Linked DNA regions of Mustela erminea: region 2 is linked to region 1. The links are chromatin contacts, called in public Hi-C maps. All regions are on one chromosome and are shown on one strand. Each heading gives the region's core, a stretch centred on a gene start, on an enhancer-like site or on the middle of the called end of the contact. The rest is flanking DNA. Distances are from core to core; before and after follow the strand shown.

What was found. A called contact is a pair of places that touch in the nucleus more often than the background predicts.
Region 2: a contact with region 1 is called in a Hi-C map of spleen, with 4 times the contacts expected there. The contact joins the promoter of EPB41 here to the promoter of SRSF4 in region 1. A contact is called at or near these places in 3 of 3 Hi-C or Micro-C datasets (fibroblasts, skeletal muscle and spleen).

The regions. Positions count from the first base shown.
Region 1 is chr10:88,171,888-88,177,227 of mMusErm1.Pri, reverse strand. SRSF4 (serine/arginine-rich splicing factor 4) reads right to left here and starts at 3,109. Exons shown (of 8, transcript XM_032360865.1): 1 at 2,950-3,109; 2 at 2,909-2,947; 3 at 2,891-2,906. The coding sequence starts at 2,995.
Region 2 is chr10:88,432,928-88,438,267 of mMusErm1.Pri, reverse strand. It overlaps EPB41 (protein 4.1), which reads left to right and starts at 2,380. Exons shown (of 22, transcript XM_032360856.1): 1 at 2,380-2,532.

The sequences.
Region 1 (5,340 bases), core at 1,860-4,359:
TGGTGAACTTCCAATTACCCCAGTACTTTATGCCTATTTAATTCTGAACGTATCTACTGTCTACTGATACATTTCACACTACAAGTGTGAACTCTTGTTCACAATTCATCAAAATCCTATCCCTCCAAAATCTGCTTCAGAGGTTTGATTACTAATAATTACAAGTCAGGTATGTAAAAAATGCTTCTCAAGGAGACCTACTACCCTTATGTCCAGAACCACAGGCTTACACGTTTCTGAATGACGCCATCTTTCCCTTTTGTACCTCCTCCTTCCTTTCAGACTCCTCCGCACTTCTACAATCTAGTCCAGTCAATTCTTGCTCTAAATCCATCTACACCATTGGTCCCCTGCTCAGCAGTCCCGCTCCTCGGCAGGGATTCCTGAATGCTGCCACATGTGCCAGTTTAATTTTCTCACCTGCCTTCGAATCCCTGAAATGACTTCCCATTCCTCATTTCAGCCTTCAGTTTCAATCGCAGATTTCACATATATCATGGTTTAGCAGCATATCTGCTAAGAGAATAGTTCCCCCAAAGAGACCCAGGCATTTAAGGTTTTGCAAGAATCTGCCCTTTCTCTCCATTTTCCATATTGCTCAACTATTCCCTCCAGAGCCTTTCAATTCCTATCCATGATTTTTGGATGCTCAGTGTAAAATCTTATAGTCGATGCTTCTGGTTCATGTTGTTCGAATCAAGCTAAATCCCTCATGAGACTCAATCCAAGCCTGATTCCTCATTCTTTCTCAGAAGTGTTCCTTACTGGACCACCTCCTCATCACCGGTTATGACATACTTTATTCCCAGACACTTTATTTCAAGCCCCAGTCAATTCTTTCTTCAAAGCCCATTTCAAACAAATCTCTTCCAACAAACTATTCCAAGTTTTACTTGAGTTTAAAGTAAGGGCAAGCATTTCTTAACTCAGAGTGGACATGTTCTAACTGTCAACACTTAATTTACTCAAGAGCAGAAACTGTTTTTCTTTCTTTCCAATCCATTTAGCACAGTAGCAAGTATCTCATTGGTGGGTTATTAACATGTTTGTCCCATTAACCTTTTTACCATTAACATCAACATTATTTCCTGCTATCACTTGAGTAACTTTAGAAAACAGACCTCACCAAATATCCTTCATGTTACCAAATACCGAAACTGTCTCCTAATGATCACAGTCAAAACCCATTTGATTACAGCTACCATTTACAGCTATGAGCCAAATGCTTTACAATTATCTCTAATGCTCCTTTCCCTTGTAGATAAGAAAACTGACGACAAAATTTACGGTCAACTTAGTTGGCCTCTGAAGAAAACGGGGAGTTTCCACTGCATCTTTCATACATGTATCAAGCAACAAAACCCCACTTTATCTAGTAAATTTCTTAAGAACCAAAAGCTCTCCTGTACCAAGTGAGTAATTTCCTAAACCTTTTACTCTAAATCAGTATTCCGTATTCATAGTAAACACTTAAAAAAAAGGTCTTTTTTTTTTTTAAATCTCTACACCCAACATGGGGCTTGAACTTACAACCTGGATAACAAGAGTTTCATGCTCCACCGACTGAGCCAGCCACGTGACCAATAATAAACACTTTTATCGAAGACATTTTCCTTAGTAAGAAGGTGAGTCTTCCTAACAATCTCTTTGAAATGACTTTTTAAAGCCAACCAACAATGTGAGTATATAGAAGCTACCAATTTGTCTCAAATGTGCAACTGAGGTATTTTTCTTAACTTCTCAAGTGTTAGTTGCTAGTATTACAATGGAGAGTAACCTGTAACCATTATCAGACCTGTTGCAAATGTCTTTCATTTTTTTTTTTTTTCCAAATAAGCCAAGAGTTCCTCTAACACTCAAGGTTTAGTGCCCTAAAATGCCCCCCCCCCCCACTCCTTTTAATTTTTAGACCTATGTGTTTGAAGTCCTATCTAACGTTTCCTGGCTCTCATAGCTTTCCCCGTTGGGAATCTTCTCCATGCCGGACTCATCTCTTTCCCCTGAAACGTGTAGCCCCGGGTGGCCCTGCTTTGCCAAAGTAGATCAGGAATACAAGTAACAGACCAAACCCGGGGAGGCAGTAAATAAGCAATTTCGAGCTGTGAATCTCCATCTCCTTAACTAGCTGCCGCAGATACTAGCCAGGGAGGCCACGACCTTCTAACAAATTCTACAACGACAAAGCAATTTTTTGGCAAGTCGTAGAACGGAAACCACAGTATGGAAACTCTGTACGGAGTTTGAAAGATAACGAATCAAGACTTTAAATTACCCTTGTAGGGGAGAACGGTCAAGGCTTTCAGCGCGGCAAGACGATACTTTCGAAACTGCCACTAGACTATTCACTCAAACCCGAGTCTCCCGCCCAAAAAAGTGTGACACATGCACGTCAAAAAAGTGCCTCCCTCCGGAGCTCCTGGCCTCGCGAAAGATGCGTGGTGACTGTCTGATCCATTAGACCGGCCAAGAGGTGAAAAGCGAGCAGGAAATCCTGTTTATTTCCAGCAGCCCTAAGAGCGGGAAAGGTCGGTTTCTATCCGGAGACGAACCAGACCCCACTGCCGGGGCCCGGGAAGGAAAAACCCAGGCCTCCCCGGCGCCCAGGAGCCGTACCCTCCCGCCCGGAGCCCCAATCCCACTCGGGTTTTCCTTCTCCCCGTCCCACTCAGATCCTCACCATCGCTCCCATTATCCTCCACCACCCCACCCGCGCAGGCGCAGTGGGAACCAGGGCCTACCCGCGCCCCCGAGGCGCCGCGACTATGGCGGAGCCTGAGCAGGCCAGTAGCAGCTCCGCGCCGGGCAGGCGTCCCTCTCCCGTTCCCGCGGCCTCCCCACCACCGCTGGGGCCCTGTCCCCACCCGGCCGACCCCTCTTCTGCCCTCCTCACCCGTTCTTCAGATCACCTCCAGGATCTTCCCGTAGCCATTAAAGAAGCGCTCCACTCGCGCTCTCGGGCCTGGTAACTCAGGCGGCCGATGTACACCCGCGGCATCCCGGCAACAGCGGCGGCAGCTTGGCCCGGCCCCAGCCCCCTTAGGCGCAGGGCCGGCGAAGCGAGAGCGCGGCGACGGCGGCGGCGGCAACGGGCGAGCGGCGGGACGGACGCAGGCGAGCCCCAGCGACGTACGCGAGCACGCAGCACGCGAGCGCGCGCCTCCCGCCTTCCCCGCCCTCCCCGCAGGCGGAGGGTAACGGGAGGGAGCGCGCGTTCGCTTCCCGCCCGGCCAGGAGTGGGGGCGGGGTTTGCCCAGGGGCGCGCCGGCGTGGGGGCGGGGCCAGGTGACCGACAGGCGGTGCTTGCGGCGCGGGGCAGTCCTCCCCTCCTCCCCCTCTCCGCACGTCCTCTCGCGAGTTCGCTGTGTTTGGGCCTGCGTCGCATTCGCTGCCGGGTGGCTTCGCTCCTCCCCCCGGAAGTGCCTGCAACTGTCCCGGCCCAGCGAGCGTTTCTGCTTTTGTCCTTTGAACCGGGAGTGGTTTCGACTTCTGAGCAGCTTTGGAGTTAAGTCTGGCTTCCAACCGTCTTTGTATCCGTGACCTTGGACCCGTTACGCGCCAGCTCTCTAAGCCCCAATTGTCTTCTCTGTATAAGAGGGATAGAAATTCCAACCTTCCAGAGCCAAATGGAGAATTATATATGAGACTAGATAACGTCAAGCACTTAGTACTGTTCCCAGCACATTGCAAGTGTCCAATAAATACCAATATTATTTTAAAAATAGGACAGGTTGTTTCAATAGAAGCAGTGTGGAAGGTGGGGAAGGCTGGAGTTTTGAAGCTAGATTGGGCTTGATAATTACTTGGCCAGTTTATTTTCTATTGTAAAATTAGAATGATTTATCCATTTCAATGGACTAAATGGATAACTAACTGGGGTAGTATATATGGAAGAATATACTGCCTGGAACAGTATCTGGACCGAGATAGGAACTCAAATATTGGTATATATATATAAAATTTACTTCATTTAAAAAATATCTGAGAGAAAGAGGAAGCACAGGCGGGTTTAGGAGTAGAGGGAGGAAACAGTCTTCCCGCTGAGCAGGGAGCCCAAGGCAGGGCTCTGTCCGTGGCCCTGAGATCATGACCTAAGCAGAAGGCAGAGTCTTAACCGACTGAGCCACTCAGGTGCCCCTTAAAATTACATTTTGAAAGGATAATTCATTAACTGTTTCAAATGATACAGTGGAAAGTCTTCCCATCTCCGTCCTCTGGCCATCTCGTTTCCCTTCCCAGAGGCAAACAACGTAATCAGTTTCTTAAATGCCCTTTGGGAGGTATTTTACACAAAGCAATAGGGGTGTGCTATATGTACAGTTTCGTGCTTACTATTATTTTGAAAGTCATTCCGTGAGTACAAAAGAAGCTTCCTCAGGATTATTTTATGGCTTATGAAATGGCGTTATACACAGTAATTTATTTACTCAGTGCCCTACTGAAGGATACTGAGGTAGGTTCAAACCATTTGTTTTAACTGCTGCAATGAGTAACTTTGTATATACATATATGTAGTATCTATTCCTAGAAGATAGTTGGGGTAAAGGGTGTGGGCAAGTATAGTTTGGACAGATATTGCTCAATTCTCCTCCATAAGTACCTGTTTCTCTATCTCATCAACAACATGGTGTTATCAAATTTTATGATCTTAGTCAATCTAATAGCTGAAAAATGCTATCTTGGGGTAGTTTAGTTTGTATTTATCTTGAGTGGAGTGAGACTCAATTCATTTGTTTAAGAGATGCTTATACTTTCTGTGTCTGCTTAGATCCTTTGCTTGTTTTTTGTTGTTGTTGCTGTTAATTTTTAAAAATATTTATTTATAGAGAGCACGCATAAGGCAGGCATGGAGAGGGAGAGAGAATTCTCAAGCAGACTCTCCGCTGAGCCTGGGATTGATCTCAGGACCCTGAGCCGAAATCCACAGTCAGCCACTCAACTTACTGAGTGACCCAGGAGCCATCCTCCCCCTTATATAGATTTATTTGAGAGAGAGAGAATGCAAAATCGAATGGGGGTGGGGGTAGTGGGAGCAGAGGCAGAGAATCTCAAGCAGACTCCTCTCAGAGTTAGGAGCCCAATGTAGGGCTCAGCTCAATCTCACTACCTGAGATCACGACCTGAGCTGGAACCAAGAGTCAGATATTTAACTGACTGAGCCACCCAGACTCCCCCTTTGCCCATTTTTTTTACTGATTCATAGGAACTCCCTATATATTAGCGAAATCAGTTGTTAGATGAGTAGTATTTTTTCCCAGTTTGTTGACTTTTGACTTTTCCCAGAATGTTTTCTGCTATGCAAAAACGTAAGATATTTATGGGGTCAAATTTATCCACCCTTTA
Region 2 (5,340 bases), core at 1,131-3,630, 260 kb before region 1:
GCCAGGTTCACCCACATAAGTGCAGAAGTCACCTCAACAAGAAACACAAGAGACTGCCCAGGCAGAGAGGCCCCTGGAGCCGGACAGAGCTCTCTAGATCCCCAGGGCCTGGGGATTGGGGAGGGGGCGTGGGCAGAGAAGGGGGGAACGTGTATATAAGACACAAATAGAGAGGGCCACACAGAGTCACGCCCTTTATGCAAACTCACCAACAGGGGCACACCATGACACAGATGCACGCCCCGACCCCTCCCCCCCCACACGCAAACACACAGCGAAGAGTCACACACAAAATCAAGATCACAAACACAACCCCACAGGTACTCCGCATGCACAAACTCAAAAACCGGAGCCCTCCCCGGTCACCCCAACACACACATTCACCGACACACACACACACACACACACACACACACTTATCAGGCCGGGGCAGGCGCGGGTGCTGCTGAGTCACCCGCAAGGCAGCTCGGCCCTGGAAGCAGGAGCTGCGAGCCCTCCCCGATCGGGGAGGGGCGGGGCCTACGGCCGGGCTTCGCCGGAGCCTCCAGTAACTCCGCGGGGATTCTCCTCGCCCCGCCCCCTTGACAGGGGCGGAGCGTCAGAGCGGCGGGAGGGAGAGAGGAAACCCCTTTGCAGTCACTGAGTCTTGGCATTCACAGTCTGCTCTCTCCTGGGTTGCCTGAATACATGTGGGAGCAATTAAAAAATAACACTGGATGCATTACTGGGTATTTGCATATGTATTTTCATTCTCTCATTTAATTTTCGCAACAGCTCTATATGAAGTTTGGGCCATTATTACTCCCATTTTACCCTCGAGGGGAAGTGACTTGCCCAAAGGCACAAAGTGTCGCAGAGCCCAGACTCAACTGCCTCCAAAGCCTGAGCACTTAGCCCCTGGCCGTTATTACCTGGTGGGCAGGTGAAACTGGAAGCAGGTGAAAGGTGTGTCAGTAGGCTTGGGAGACTGCATGTGTGTGACCGCTTTCCCCATGTAGTCTACACGGTTAGAGACCGAGGGGTGTCAAGTGTCTAGATTTCTGGTTAAAGGAACTAAAGCTTCTCTGGTGCTGTGAAGCACACCCCCCCCCGTACCCCGTATCAGGAAGCATCCCCTAGATCTAGGGGCTCAGTCATACCCTCTGCTAGACTGTGAGCTTCTTGAGGGAAGGTACCCGGGTCCTGAAGCCTAAAACAAGACCTGACTTGGAAGTTGCAGTGAATTTGGTGGGGGCAATACATTAATTTATGACCTTGATATAATATTAACATCAATAATCATAAGTCCTAACACTTTTTGGAGGCTTTTGAGACTGACACTGTTCTTAATACTTTACATGGATCATTTCATTTAATTCTCACAACAATCCTTGAGGAGAATACTTTTTTTTTTTTAAGATGTTTATTTATTTGAGAGAGAGACAAGGGACAAGGGAGAGAATTTCAAGCAGACTCACCTAGAGCCGGGAGCCCCACGCAGGGGCTTCATGCAGGCCTCAAACCCATGACCCTGAGAGCAACCGAGAGTCAAACGCTGAACCAACTGAGCCACCCAGGTGCCACGAGTAAAGTACTTTTATTGACTCCATTTTACATCAGAGGACCTGGCTTGGAGAGGGTTAGTAGCTTGTTCAAATCAAGGGCAACGCTGGGGATTGAGACCCAGGCAGTTTGACTCCAGGACCCATCTAATAAGGAAGACCACTGAACTCCCAGGAAGTCACTTGCCTTTACTGGGCCTCAGTTCCCCCCTATTTGCCCCAAAATTAGGTAGCAAGGGGAGGGGGCTTGGACCAGTGACGAGGTAAGCCCCTTCCAGTGCTGGTGGGATGGACCATAGATGGGAGACAGTTTCTGACAAGAGTGGCAAGATGGGGATGGGAGGAACAAGAACCATACTTACTGAACGGCACCTATTGTGTACCAAACCTGTGCCTGGGACTTAACATATATCACTAATTCTCAGGAAAGTGTTTTAAGATTTATAGTTGAGGAAACTCAGATTCGTTGAAGTGACTTGCTCATGGTCACACAGGACTAAATGGGGAGGGGCAGGTGATGCAGGTGAGTCTCACCATGGGTCACTCGAACCAACTCCTTTCCTACCACCCTTCCAGCCCTTAGGTTAGGGGCAGCACCACGTGGCAAGTTGCATCATACTTTTACCGTATGACGTCAGACACCACACCACCCAATCCACGAGCTCCCTACCCAATCCTCCCCTGACCCTCGGGTCAACACCGGGCCTCTCAGAGCTCGGAGACCGCACCTGCAGCCCCAGCCCTTTCCCGGTTGCGACGCTCGCACTTCTTGGCACCGTCCTCTTCCCCGCCCCGCCGATTGGCAGTTGCCTGTGCCAATCAGGAGGCCTCCCGGGACGGGGGCGGGGCCTCACTCCAGAGTTGCCCTGTCAGTGCAGGTGGAGGCCCCCGGCGGGGCAAAGTGGCAGGAACCTCTTAAAGGGCGAGAGCGGCGCAGAGCGAGAACGCGGCCCGGCCCGGCCCGGCCAGGTCCCCGCCCCGTCTGGCCCAGGTGAGTCTGGACTGACTGGGGGCGATCCCGGGTCCCCGGGAGCAACGGAGTGAGGGACAGATGGACCTACTCCCAAGGGCCTGTGCGGTCCCGGTAGGGGCGAGACCAGGGTCTAAGGGTCAGGGGAGGGGGGCTTTAAGGGTCCCAGTTTCCAAGGTCCGAACTGGGGTCCACAGGGGCCTGGACGTCTGGAAGTTCAGGGTGCGGCGAGAGGAGAGGGGTTCGGGAACTCGGGTCCGCGGCTGGACGCTTGCGGCTGGCGGTCCCTGGCGGTCCCGGCCTGTCTGGGGCGGGGGTCCTGGGTTCGGTCTCCGCGGGCGGGTCTCTGCAGAGTGCTGCGGCCCCAGGTGCCCCCCCCACCAGCCCCGCCCTGTCCGGCCCGTAGGCTCCTGCCCGGCCCGCCGCAGCGCTCGCCGGAGCGGGAGGGCGGGCGGCGCGCTGCGGGAGGGGGGCCCCCCGGGCCTGGAACCCCGCTCCCGGCCCTTACGTAACTGACTTTGAGTTTCGGAACTGAGGGACCCGTGAGCTGGGGTGCCAGCTGTGCCAGCTAGTATGGCCCTCCTGTCGCCGGCCCAGCCCCGCACGCTCCCTTCCAGGCTTGGTCTCGGGGGACTTTCCTCGGTCTCTGGTCTCCCCAGTCTATCGGTCTCAGATTCCTGCTTGCTCTCATTCCCCGATTCCCCGTGTCCCTCATATCTCCTCTCTCCGCGGTCCTGTTTCTCTCATCCTCAGTCTTACCTCGGGAGTTTTCTCGTCCTAACCTACACTTTCCGGAGGACCTCACCTCTTTTTGGTAGAACCCGAGTTCTCCCCTTTAGCAAATTGGAGGTGGGGACTTATCCAAACAGACCCCAGCCTAAGCTTGCCCTAGAAGGGGAGAAGGTAGGACTATTCCTGAGGGTTGGTCAGGAGGGGGTGTTATTTCAAGGCCCACAGCTTCCCTGGGGTGGGAGTGGCTCAATGTGACCCCTCAAGTTCATGGACTAGGGCTGAAGGCAACCCCTTCTCTGCTTCTGGAACCCTTTTCTCCAGAAGGAGGAGGCTTGGGGAATGCCTGGCCAGGCCTGGTGCTTAGGGCAGCTGGGAGTCCCTGTGAGAGTTGCCTGGTGTCAGGTCTGGGTCAGATCCTCAGCGACTGGAGGGGAGTGGGAGGGGCCAGAGCATTGGCACCCAGCCCCTGAGGTTTCAGCAGGCTCCCTACCTTCACCCCAGTTACAGGCCTGGGCAGGAGGCTGGGGATGGGGAGGGGATCAACAGGAGGAGGTCAGAGGACATTTGTGTGGGGGTAGAGGGAGGGTGGAGATAGAGGTGACAGACTGTCAGGTCTGAGGAGCATGTACTGGGGTCACCCTCTGCCTTCAAGGCCCCTCTGAGTGCCAGTGAGACAGACACCTCAGAGATAACTCCTGTGCCCTGCTGCTGTTGGGAGTGGGTGAACAAGCAGTTAACAGCAGCCACGAGGTGGGAAAGATTAATTCTGACTGGGACTGTGGAAGGAGAGACTTGGCAGAGAAAGGTGGAAGGTTTGGGAAGAAGGGGATCCAGAAGCTTTAGGGAACAGAGAGGGGGAAGGAAAACAAACTTTGGGTGCCCTGCAGGCTTTGTCTGCTGCAGAACTGGGTTTAAATCTTGGTCCTGGCACTTTGCTGTGTGACCTTGCATGAGTCACTTCCCCTCTCCGAGTCCCCAGCTCTTCCTCAGTCCATAATCCAGACCTCACAGGCATTAGCAGAATCAGATGAGGTAATAAGTGTGCAGTGACCAGAATGATAGCTGGCCTGGAAGCAGGCCAGTGGGAGTGTTTTAAGAAGAGAACGGGGTGAGAATGCCCTGAGGTTTCCTCTGTGTATTAGGAGCCAGGCAGAGCCTGCCAGGACCCAGCAATGTAAGGGGCAGCACCTGCATGGGGGTGGCGATAGTCAGTGAGGAGAAGCGGTGGCACACCCGTCTTTCTCCCAATCAGCCCATCCCTGAACAGCCTAGACCAGGCTGGCCTCCCTCGTATAGGCTGCGGGTGCCTGTAGAAGCTCCCAGGAAGCCCAGGCCGCTGCACCCGCTAGACCGGTGGGGGTGGGGCCCCTGGAAGGGCAGGGCCAGCACCCACTCTGCAGAGTGGACCCTGGCCAGGAGCCTGGCTGGCTGTGCTGGGCAGGACTATCCCAGCCTGGCTGGGAAGATGCTGACGCTGTACAGGCCTCCGGAGGCCCACAGCTCTGCTGGCTGCGGCTGTGCCCAGCTGATGGGACCCAGACTTCGGGGTGAGACAGAGGCCAGGGAAGCAGTGAGGAAGGGAGATGCAAGGAGCACCTGGGGTGGGGTTGAGGGGAGCCTGAGCAGAGCTATTCTGTGGAGCCGAAGAGGAACTGCATGGGTTTGTCGCTAAGCCCTTCCTGAGCACCATGTATAGGTCTGCTAGCCGCAGAGCTCAACAGGGGTACCCACAAAGGGCTCCCCGTAAAGGTCATGGAGGCCTGATATTGGTTGAAGGCTTGCAGAATGGATCTTTATGATAGTCCCCTAGTGGGGGTGGGGCACGCAGGGTTTTCCTCGGGCCTGGGATTCTGATGTTTATTTAGTAAAGGGGGCAGTGTTCTACTCCCTCATAGTCTGTGGGCCCATCACTTTTCTCCCTGGGCCTCAGTTTCTCTTTCTGTGAAATGAGAAGGTCAGATGAGCCTAGAGTCTCAAAGGGTCCTTCAGCACCCATTATTAGAGCCTCCAGGACCTGGTTTACCTGCCATGAAGGGAAGGGGGAAGAATGGGGCAAGGGCAAGGTGGAGTGTGATGGGCCCTCGTGTCCTGTTCTTG